2 separate regions of the Mus musculus genome follow, and region 1 is linked to region 2. Evidence: chromatin contacts called from public Hi-C data. All regions are on one chromosome and are shown on one strand. Each heading gives the region's core, a stretch centred on a gene start, on an enhancer-like site or on the middle of the called end of the contact. The rest is flanking DNA. Distances are from core to core; before and after follow the strand shown.

What was found. A called contact is a pair of places that touch in the nucleus more often than the background predicts.
Region 1: a Hi-C map of cortical neurons shows a contact between it and region 2, with 3 times the contacts expected there. The contact joins two enhancer-like sites. A contact is called at or near these places in 1 of 39 promoter capture datasets (the C10 cell line), 4 of 484 Hi-C or Micro-C datasets (cerebral cortex, cortical neurons, forebrain and 1 more) and 2 of 115 datasets of contacts at active chromatin or transcription factors (embryonic stem cells and heart atrium).

Annotation. Positions count from the first base shown.
Region 1 is chr13:10,233,499-10,239,171 of GRCm38.p6, forward strand. All of the region lies in intron 1 of Chrm3 (cholinergic receptor, muscarinic 3, cardiac), which reads right to left. Among named protein-coding and RNA genes, the nearest start is that of Gm26861, 120 kb to the right of the region's middle. Within about 2 kb of position 2,998, at least 8 of the 459 cell types and tissues checked have an H3K27ac peak or open chromatin away from gene starts, as enhancers often do. A contact at or near this core is called in cortical neurons, where this site is marked.
Region 2 is chr13:9,880,308-9,885,516 of GRCm38.p6, forward strand. All of the region lies in intron 4 of Chrm3 (cholinergic receptor, muscarinic 3, cardiac), which reads right to left. Among named protein-coding and RNA genes, the nearest start is that of Gm40665, 87 kb to the left of the region's middle. Within about 2 kb of position 2,179, at least 43 of the 459 cell types and tissues checked have an H3K27ac peak or open chromatin away from gene starts, as enhancers often do. A contact at or near this core is called in cortical neurons, where this site is marked.

The DNA of each region.
Region 1 (5,673 bases), core at 1,748-4,247, 350 kb after region 2:
AGTTTGTGCTCTTATTTATTGGCTATTAAACTTGAAGTGATCAGCCATACTGAAAATTAACTTCTATGCATGCTACTTTCTCTGGGCTGGTGTTCCAAAGGCTGTATCCTCTCAAGTTGAAATAAGGACAGTTAAATTAACTAGACAAAAAAAAAATCAGTGTGCTTTTTCATACATAACTTACAAACTAGAGCATCTCTGTAGTCTATCTGAATTTTACATCCAGCTCCAACATAATCTAATTGGGTTGAAATATCCATTTGGCAGACAGAGGACAAAGGGCTCTCTCCCATGCATCAGAGCTGCCGATGTGGTACAGAGGCGGTCAAGCCCTCTCGTTACAGGGTGAGGAGGCGTTTAGTTAATGCAGAAAGAAAGCCAGAAGTTTGAGCAAAGGGCCAGCAAACACAACAGAGGAAGTGGCTTCCGGGGCGTCTGCCTTGGGTGGAGGAAAGGATTAAAAGTCATTTTCAGACCAAGACTTATCATCTTCACTAATTGCACTGAGGATAAGAACCACTTAAATTAAAGAAAAAGATGCTTGTAAAACCTTCCTGAAAGGCATGGCCATAAGCTCATTATTTGAACTCTCATGTGCTTCTGCTGCTCTCTTTCCTCCTTAGCTTTCTCCTGCCTCTTCTCTTCCCCTTCACTCTGTTCCTAGTCCCGCTTAGCAAGCACACTGTTACAGTTAACACTGCTCACATGCCTGCTCATGCCCAGAACGTGGGCGAGCGCTTTCCATGTACAGGCCCTTATCCTCACAGTAATCTAATACTGTTAGGATCCCCTGTGTTTCACAGAAACTGGGGTTCGTAGTCTCATAGCCAGTGAGTAGATCTAAGATGGAATATACACAACTTGTTTTAAAATAAGATAATCCCAAGGAGAACTACATGTAAATACAGAAGTCAGTTCAATACAGGACATCTTCATCATGTAAGGGATTGGAATGGGAGAGGTGGAATTTAGGAGTGACATTAAGTCATCCACCACACCTCCCCTGGCCCCCCCCCACCAAAAAGAAATCTCTCAGTCTGTAAGTGGTGAAGACCAGGTCACTTGAATCTGAACTGGGGCTCTTCCCTCCACTGATGATATTGGTCAAACGATTAAATGCAGAATGCTCTTTTCAGACTGTACAGTTGGGCTTGCTTAGGAATAGTTAACATAAGGAAACGGCCTTTTTGGTGTGAGGTTTGAAGGGATCTTATCAACAAACACAGAAGTGTAAAAATACAGTCAAAATAGAAAACAGCTCCACCACCCTAGAAAGCCAGTCATGTTCCTGTGTGCCAGCTCTCTACTACTACCCTAGCCCCAACAAATGACATTGGTACTTGCACTTTCTCCCAGAATGCCATGCAAATGATGTCATACCGATCGAGTCCTTTCATGTAGGACCTATCTTACTCAATGTATGAGAATAAAATTGCCACAAGCTATTGAAAGAGTTTTCTATCCTTCAGTTTGCATGCCTCCCCTGATGTAATACTACCTGACTGTGACTGGTGCCTCTTATAGCTGGTTCTAAAATCAAGGAACACAAAGCCTATATTCTTCTACACAACTAGTTGATTATTCTGCATGTTGTAAATTTTGTACTTTTTTTTGTACCCGACTGCTAATTTATTAAAAATTCTCCTAAAAATCTCTTACCCCTTCCCCATATAAACATAACTAAAAATAATAAATAAGCTAAGGTTCTTTTTAAAAATGGTTGAAGTGTTGAAGTCAGTTTTGATCCATCATATGTTGACATCTGCAGACAGGTGCATTCTAATGATGGACTGTGAGTGGATAGAGATAAATAAAGATAATTGCCAAGCAAAGTCACAGGTAATTACTGATATATAAAATACATGAATTATATGAAAGAGCTGGAACTTCATATTTTTCCATTTCTGAATTAGTAACTGGTTACCATTAAACACCATGCATGCTTCAGTCTGGTTAATTGCCTTTTCAAGCAAACCAAGACTTACATATATCTCCCAGTAATGATTTCTTAAACTTTTTTTTTTCTTGAAAGGCAGCGTTTGCCAAACCAGCCCATCAGACACTAGAAAAAGACATCAGTGAGTTCAGAAGTGAATGGGAGGTGATGAGGGGGTGGAACAAGTATAGATTTTCCCCCTTAAGCCTGAATCAGCAGAGAAATAGCCAAGTTGGGTTCTTGGAGTCTTCCAGAAAAAGTATTTGATTTTTGTCTCTATCTCAAATTAAATTAATGCTCTTTTATTTCTCTCTTTCACCTCTGATTCCCTAGGATCTACATGTTTTATTTGTTATGAAGGCTACTAGGCACACTGCCAATCATGCTTTGACATCAGTTCTCTGATCGCAAAACTGATCATTGCTATCTATAGGTGGCTGCCACATTTGCTCTGCCATCACCGTGTCCTGAGCCTTCAAACAGATGGTCAGCTAAAAGTCCAGGGTGAACAGAACCAACTCAGGGCAAGAGTCCATCCCCTGTCAATGAAGCATGGCAGGGGGACTTAGCAGGTCTCTCCGAGAGCCTGGCTCTTGTACAGCTGCAGGACTCAGGTCTGCCAAGCACCAGTGAGATGAGACCACAAGATCTTTCAGGACCCTGCTACTCAGAGGGACCATGGCAGCACGGGCTGTGGTGACATGCCATAGTCTCAGCATAAGAGAAAGAAAGCAGTGATGTTAAAGTGTGTGACTGTGTCCTAGCTGTAGCCTCTGTATCTCTAAAGCTCAGTAAGTAACAACAGAGGATGACCTTTATTAAAGACTCTTTATGTCAATCACTTATACACTTTTCTTTGAAGCCACATTTCAGCCTTGGGTGGGACCTTCTTTAGGGGATGGAGGAGTTGAGAAGCATGCATGAGCTCACAGGTTTCCATTTTGAGCTAAGCACTTGGCAAAACCTAGAGATACAAATTACAGATCGTCATGCCCACCCTCCTACAAAGCAATCCTATAGCAGGAGAAAATATTTTTAAGAGTTTGAGTACATGACTAGGAAGCTTCTTCTCTGCTGGCTAGATTTCATAGTAGCAGAAGGTGCTAAGCAGGCTGCTCGCGGAGTCATCAGCCTTACCCTCCTGTGAACCCGGCAAGCTACAATAATAAAATGCATGGCAAGATATGCCCATGGATGCAATAATGACACATATGTTATGAGGATAACAAGCCACATTCTGCTTCAGTTTAATGCTTGTTCTAAAGGAGGAAAAACATATGTCTGACATTGTAAATCTGCCCAAGAACCCATAGCTGGGAAGTTCACAAGCATCACTGATGAACCTACAGCAGCATGGGCTTTAATAACAAAGAGATGAAATAGAATGGCATAGTTGGAATTTTACACATTCTTATTCTGTGATATGCAGTTAAGTATCTTGTATTCTGCTTTATTTAATTTTCTATTGCTGTGTTAAAATCCCATGACCAAGACAAATTATAGAAGGGTCTAATTCGGGGCTCATAATTCCAGAGGGATAGAGGTTATGACTATCATGGCAGGGGACATCAGGCAGCAGACAAGCAGGCATAGTTCTGGAGTGATAGCTGAAAGCTTATATCTTGAAAGAGTATCATGATACAGAAAAAGCTAACTGGGAAACTGGGAATGTCATGGGCTTTTGAAATTTCAAAACTCACATGCAGTGACACACTTCCTCCAACAAGGTATTACTTCCTAATCCCTCCCTAACACTTTCTTAAACTGGGTATCAAATATTCATACATACGAGCCCAGGGGACCACGGTCAGTCAAACCAATACAGATGAAGTGTCTCCTTTCATACTCATAAGCTACCAAGAGGAGTATGTTGATTGTCATCCTTTGTATAGATAGGGAAACTGAGGCTAATGAAGGTTAATTAAAACACCAGAAATCATTATTTAGTGAGTGATGGATTCTGGGTTGTAGTATCTGCCAAGAGATGCAAGAGCACAGAGGAGAGAGTAATTAACAGACACAGGAGCTCAGGCCAAGCTTCACAGGGAATTGCTTGACATTTGAACAGAGTCTGAAAATTGAAAGTGACGGTTCATCTTGAAGCAGAGAGCAAACATCCCAGACTTCAGGAGTATCAATTGGTAAGACACTCTCAATTATCTCCGATTGTCAGCAGTCAACATGCCAATGGTGGTTGAGGTGAAGGCTGGTGAAGATAAGGTGAGTGGGAACATGAAAAGATACAAATGAACATTGGTACTGATTTTTTTTTTAAAGAGTTGGTTTAAAAATAAATCTAGTCTTCACAATTCTTGTTCAACAGTTTAGGTTTTGAAAATTCAACATCCTAGGGTTGGCTCCTCTACTTCTGTCATTTATTAACCATGTTACCTTGCTGAGCAAACTTTATCCAACCGACTGTCTTTTCATCTGAGAAACGAGGATAAATACAGTGAGTCTTCTGCAGGCTGTTAGCATGAAGCAAAACTGCCTTCATCAAAGACTCACTATGGTTTGGAGATGTCAAAGGGACACAGTGAAAACTATTTTTTTTTTACCACTATGGCTTCCACAGTGGACAGAACAAACTTGGTATAAAACTGGTGGCAAAGACAATGTAACAGAAAAATAAAGTCTAATAAATGATACCATGTTTAGTTCCTGGTTTAGGGATTAGTCTCATTCAACACGGGCCTGACACACGGAGCACATACTTGCACTTAACAGAAACAATGGCACAAACATGGTATTGAGAAACTTTTATTAGCTAAAGGTATAGGGGAACCTCATATTAGCTAGGGGTCTCTAGAAAGTACCAATGCCTGGTCAGCTGTCACATCCAGTGGGCAGGTGTACCATTATGCCTGGCTAAAGCTCTTGACTCAAGTAGAGATACTTCGTATCTCTGTCTACTAATAGTAAAAGTCAGCGATTCATGTGTGGTACAACCCTAACCAGACTTTATAGATTTGGAAGTAAGATTCAGCTGTACAAGACTGAAAAAAGCATCCTATTAGGAGATGTGAATCAGGTTAATTACAGGGTAATTTAGGTCAGCATCTCTTGCTTAGGGGCTGTTTCAATGAACACTGAGATAGGCTAGAATGGTAAAAGAGTTGTGTTTGTTTTAGTATACTAGTTGTGAGGAAAGCTGGTATCTGAACTCAATCCCAACCACTCCCTAGAAGACTATGCCTCTTTCCAGTCCACTTTGAACCCAGCTCAGGCTTCAGGTAAGTTTAGCTCAGGATTTTCCAACCTGCCTTCCAAAGGAGTCTCTTGAGAAGCTTTAAGACCTAAGTCTGAGCTTCACTCCCAGGGATTCAGCTGAAACTGTCCTGTCTAGAGCCTCAGAGGCTTCTAAAATATTGGAGGGAGGAGTTGGGGGTGGATAGGGTCAGATATATGGTTTATATGGATACAAACTTATCAATTAATAAATTAGGGGGAAAGGTCCTTGGGATGATGGTGCCAAGTAGCCTAGATGTAGAAGCATTAGGATAGGCATAATATTAGGGGCTGTGTTCTTGTCTGACTCCACCACCCAAAGGCCTCAGGATAAGAAATTCCACAATAAGAATTTTCTTAAACACATTTATCTAGTATTAGTGTGTGCTTCATAAACCTTGAGAATGGACATTGCCACAATTCACTGAACATCATATTAATATATTTAGAACATCCCAGTCTCAAGGAGAGGCAGAGCAATTTTTCCAGTGTGGGGGTTCAAGTTCTGT
Region 2 (5,209 bases), core at 929-3,428:
TTAGTGCTACTCTGTGTCATGCACTAACACCCATGGCAAGGGTCCCTTGCCATTGTGGCATGGTTCAGGGTTCTGCTCTCATGGGAACGAATAATGTTCTGGTGTCTTGTTTTTTTGTCTTATGATGACCATGCGGATTTCATTACATAAAGAAACATAATATCCAGAAATCCCAAGGCTTCTTGTCTGTCGTCTCTCATCCTTTCTTGCTAAAGGGTGACAGATTCCTATGACTGGCTTTCTTTTGTGTCCAAGCTGACACTCTTCCAGCAAGGTTTGAGACAGGCATTTGTCACCTGGCCCCGAGTCCTTGACCACAGTCATGGACTTGACACATAGCCAAACAAAGTGCATCAGCTTGGCCAATGCATGTAGATGCTAGGAAGATAGAAAGGTCTTTCGTCTTTGGAGGTGCTGGGTGCTGTTCACCACCTTTGTATCTGTGTACAAAATCTGAGAGTAAGGGAAGGCAAATGGAAGATGAGGTAGCAGCAGGATGGGGTGAAACCCTGAGAAACAGATACAATCTGAGGACAGGCCTTTCAACACTAGACATAGCTACATCTGAATCAATAGAACCACTTCGACCTTGCATTTATACTACTTCTACTCCTCCTCCTCCTCCTCCTCCTCCTCCTACTACTACTACTACTACTACTACTACTACTAAAATCTCCCTTTGTTCCCTGCAGTTCTGAAGGAACAATTTGATTATCCATAGATAATGGCTCTTGATTCACCTATTTGGTTAAAGTAGCAAGTGAATATTCTAGGCTAGTCTACCTCTCTAATATATAACTTGAGGGTTATAGCTAATCCTAACTATACTTTTTTTTTTTTTTAACAAACAAGTGGATTTGAATTGCTCTGACCACACATGCAATAATCTGCTGTATCAGGTTATGTAAATCTGTGTCATGGTAGAAACCATTGACTCTTTTCATTTGTTGTGAATGCCAACTGTACAGAAATAAATTTGTTTAAAGTGTTTTTATTATATTTATTTATTAGCTTATCTTTTTTTGTACATGTGATATACATATTGTGGGTGCATATGCCATGGTGCATGGGTGGAGGTCAGAAGACAATCTGGGGGATTTGGTGCTCTCTTTCTACCATGTGGGTGCTGGGAATGTGCCTCAGGTCAACAGTGGTTGCAAGTGCCTTTGTGTGTTGATCCATCTCACTGGCTCTTGAAATTTGTTTTTAAAAAGTTAAAAAAAAATGAGTAGGACTAAAAGAAAATAATTTTGGCATCAGCAAATCTCCTTAAAATCACTTATTGTAAGCTGCTGTGTTTGGTCTGTGGAATCCAGAAGTCACAGCCTATGTGCTTACGATCTGTCCTACAACTGAGAGCAAAGACATGAATAAAGTCTTGTTTTTCTAAAGTCAGTCATGCAGGCAGTAAGAAATCCCTCCCTGCAGACAGTCACATGATATTTTATAAACTGAAAACAACTAGACTTGTTCAGTTGAGCAACAGTATCAAAGAATGTAAGAAATTTGGAAATAAGTCTCAGGTCAGCTATTTTCTTATAGCTTCTCTCGTCCTTCTGGTCCACAAAGCATATAGTCCTATCATCTATCCAGAAAAGTGAGCCGAAACTCTCAACTTTTAAACCTCTTACTTGGAAAGTCTAAGTTACTTCTTGCTCCCAGAACTCTAAATTATTTCTATTTCTTTATATTTTTAAATTAGATTTGCTTATTTTATGTGTGAATGTTTTGCTTGCACAGTCTGTGCACTACCGGTGTGTTTGGTGTTCAGAGAGGTCAGGAGAGTATATCCAATTCCCCGGGACTGTAGTTACAGAGGGCTGTGAACCAGCACACGGATGCTGGGATTCAAACCCATGTCCCATGCAAGAGCAGCAAGTGCTCTCAACCATGGAGCCATCTCTCCAGCTCTCTAATTCTATCTCCACTTTAATTATTCTTTTTCTTATCCTAATCGTGGGAAGTCTTTTGCAGTTTGCAACCATTTTTTTTGAAAGACCAGATACATGGTGTTTCCTCTTTGTAAATCTGGTATATGTCATATTCAGGGCTTATTTTGGGTCTCTGCTTTGGACAGGAGTGTGTCTGTTTTCTGTCATAGTTCATTACAACACTCAGCAGCTATGTCATCATGAATAGAAAGATCGCATCAGGCCACTAGGTGGCAAAGTTGACTCAAAGAACAACTTTGCTGCTGTAAGATGCCTAAGCAGCCTGCTGTCCCTGACCACAGACTTGGAATTCAGCTTAGTTCAGTCACGCGGTAGGTCGGTCGGCAGAGGATATCAAACAGGGTGGACAGAGCTTTCCACTCAAACATGTCTTTAAAGGGAATCAAACTTGTGAACCTAAGCCCTCATCTTCATCTCAAGCTGTGAGGAGGAGAGACGTTGCCTAATATGGTACAGTGATTCTTCTTGTGAACAAAACAATCCTGAAGGCTAAAAGTGGGATAAAATTCCACTTAAAAGGGAGAAAGCTTGTTTTTAAAAAGATGATGTATCAGACTTCCCGCCCGATTGCTGCCTTTCGTAAGCTTTTATTTGACCGTGACAACAGGATGTGAAAGGCTTGGCTGAGGCTTGTGAAATAACACCGTTTTACCTAAAAAACCAAACATCTAAGTAGGATAGTTGTGGATCTCCACAAACACCTTTCAGGCCTAGAACATTTTTTTATCAGTGTTTTTAGAGAAATGGAATGGAGTCAAAAGCAAACATGAGTAATTCTTTTCAAACACCAGAAAGACCCCTCTCATCGGAGCCAATTAGTGCAGTGTCCCCAGGGTTCTTAGAGGAGGGAAGACCTTTACGTAAGATCTAAGATTTATCTACTGTCTTTCTACATTCTGAAGGTCATTCAATGTCATCCCCTGTGACTGCTAGGCTTTTGTTGTTAAAGGGAAGCAGCTACACTTTGAGGAAATACCGCTTGATCTTACATAACCGTGGAATTCATTTTGCTTAAAGATCTCCTAGGGGTCAGGGGATGGCTCAGTTGGTAAAACACTGGGCACTCAAGAGTAAGGACCTAAGTTTGGATGCCCTACAATTCAAGTAAAGAAGGAGCACCATAGTGTGTATTCCTGTCATTCCTGCTCTCCTAGCGTGGCGGGATGGGACAGCAGGATCCATAGAAGCTGGCTCGCCAGCTAGCTTATTATATACAGCCACAAAAATAATAAGGGACTCTGTCTCAAGCAAGGCAGCAGGTGGGGACTGAAACCTGTGGTGGTCCTCTGACCTCCTTTTATTCTTTTTTTTTTAATTAGTTATTTTCCTCATTTACATTTCCAATGCTATACCAAAAGTCCCCCATACCCTCCCCCCCACTCCCCTACCCACCCACTCCCCTACCCACCCACTTCCACTTTTTGGCCCTGGCGTTCCCCTGTACTGGGGCATATACAGTTTGCGTGTCCAATGGGCCTCTCTTTCCAGTGATGGCCGACTAGGCCATCTTTTGATACATATGCAGCTAGAGTCAAGAGCTCCGGGGTACTGGTTAGTTCATAATGTTGTTCCACCTATAGGGTTACAGATCCCTTCAGCTCCTTGGCTACTTTCTCTAGCTTCTCCATTGGGAGCCCTGTGATCCATCCATTAGCTGACTGTGAGCATCCACTTCTGTGTTTGCTAGGCCCCGGCATAGTCTCACAAGAGACAGCTACATCTGGGTCATTTCAATAAAATCTTGCTAGTGTATGCAATGGTGTCATTCTGGCGGTTCCTCAGAAAATTGGACATAGTACTACCGGAGGATCCAGCAATACCTCTCCTGGGCATATATCCAGAAGATGCCCCAACTGGTAAGAAGGACACATGCTCCACTATGTTCATAGCAGCCTTATTTATAATAGCCAGAAGCTGGAAAGAACCCAGATGTTCCACCTATAGGGTTGCAGTTCCCTTTAGTTCCTTGGGTGCTTTCTCTAGTTCCTCCATTGAATTTAGTCATTTCTTTTCTTTTTTTTTTTTTTTTCAACCCAGATGCCCCTCAACAGAGGAATGGATACAGAAAATGTGGTACATCTACACAATGGAGTACTACTCAGCTATTAAAAAGAATGAATTTATGAAATTCCTAGCTATTTTTTTAAGGTCCACACTTAAAAGACTGTCTTTATAGCCAGACAGACATGTTCCACATATCTGATTTTCTTTAATATTCCCATTTGTTTGCACATTCCAACTGATACATCTCTATATGCAATTGTAACTTTGAAAAAACAAAACAAAAACTCAAAATCCCTCAAAGCGGAAGCAGTGCGTGATAGCCCCACTGTCTCCCTACCTTGGCTTTGAGGCAGGGTCTCTCTTGTTATTTCTGTCCTTGCTCTGCATACAACAGCTTCCCATTGATTTTTCTGTCTCCCCCAACTCAGTTCCTACTTTAGGGGCGCTCAAGCAGAAGCAGGAGAAGCTCTGCCACAGCCCCCCTCCCCCCCGAGAGTCCAGGATGTGTCCCCAACCCCAACAACTGGTAGGTCACAGAGCCCTCTGACCTTGCTTCCTTGTTAGAGAAAAATGCAGAACCCAACACTTGAGGACTGAACAGCAACGACAGGAAACACCTGATCCACACCCAGCCTGATCCACACCCAGCCTGATCCACACCCAGCCTGATCCACACCCAGCCTGATCCACACCCAGCCTGATCCACACCCAGCCTGATCCACACCTAGCCTGATCCACACCCAGCCTGATCCACACCCATCCTGATCCACACCCAGCCTGATCCACACCCAGCCTGATCCACACCCAGCCTGATCCACACTCAGCCTGATCCACAGTAGTTTCTCTAAGACAGGAAGATAAACAGAAGGCTCCTCTCTGATTGGCAGTGGAATGGATTTTTTCTAAGATTTATAAAAGCTCACTCTTTGTAGACTCTAACGTGATGGTTCTCTCTTCAGAAGGCTCTTCCCCTGGGGGAAACTTGGCAATATTGGGAGCTGTTACTCTTGTTATAACCTGAAGAGAATGTGTTCTGGGCATCTAGCAGGTAGATGCTAAGGATCTGTGGACAGAGGACAAAGTTCTGTCTGGTTTCAAGTGTCAATGAGGCAGAGATGGACAAACCCTGGCACAAACAGAGATGAAAGAGGTTCAGAATACTCTGTTATGCCAGGAAAAATCTGGAAAATATCCTGGTACTCATTAATACAGCAAACTCCAATTCTCTTCAGGAATCAATCTGGGGTGACATG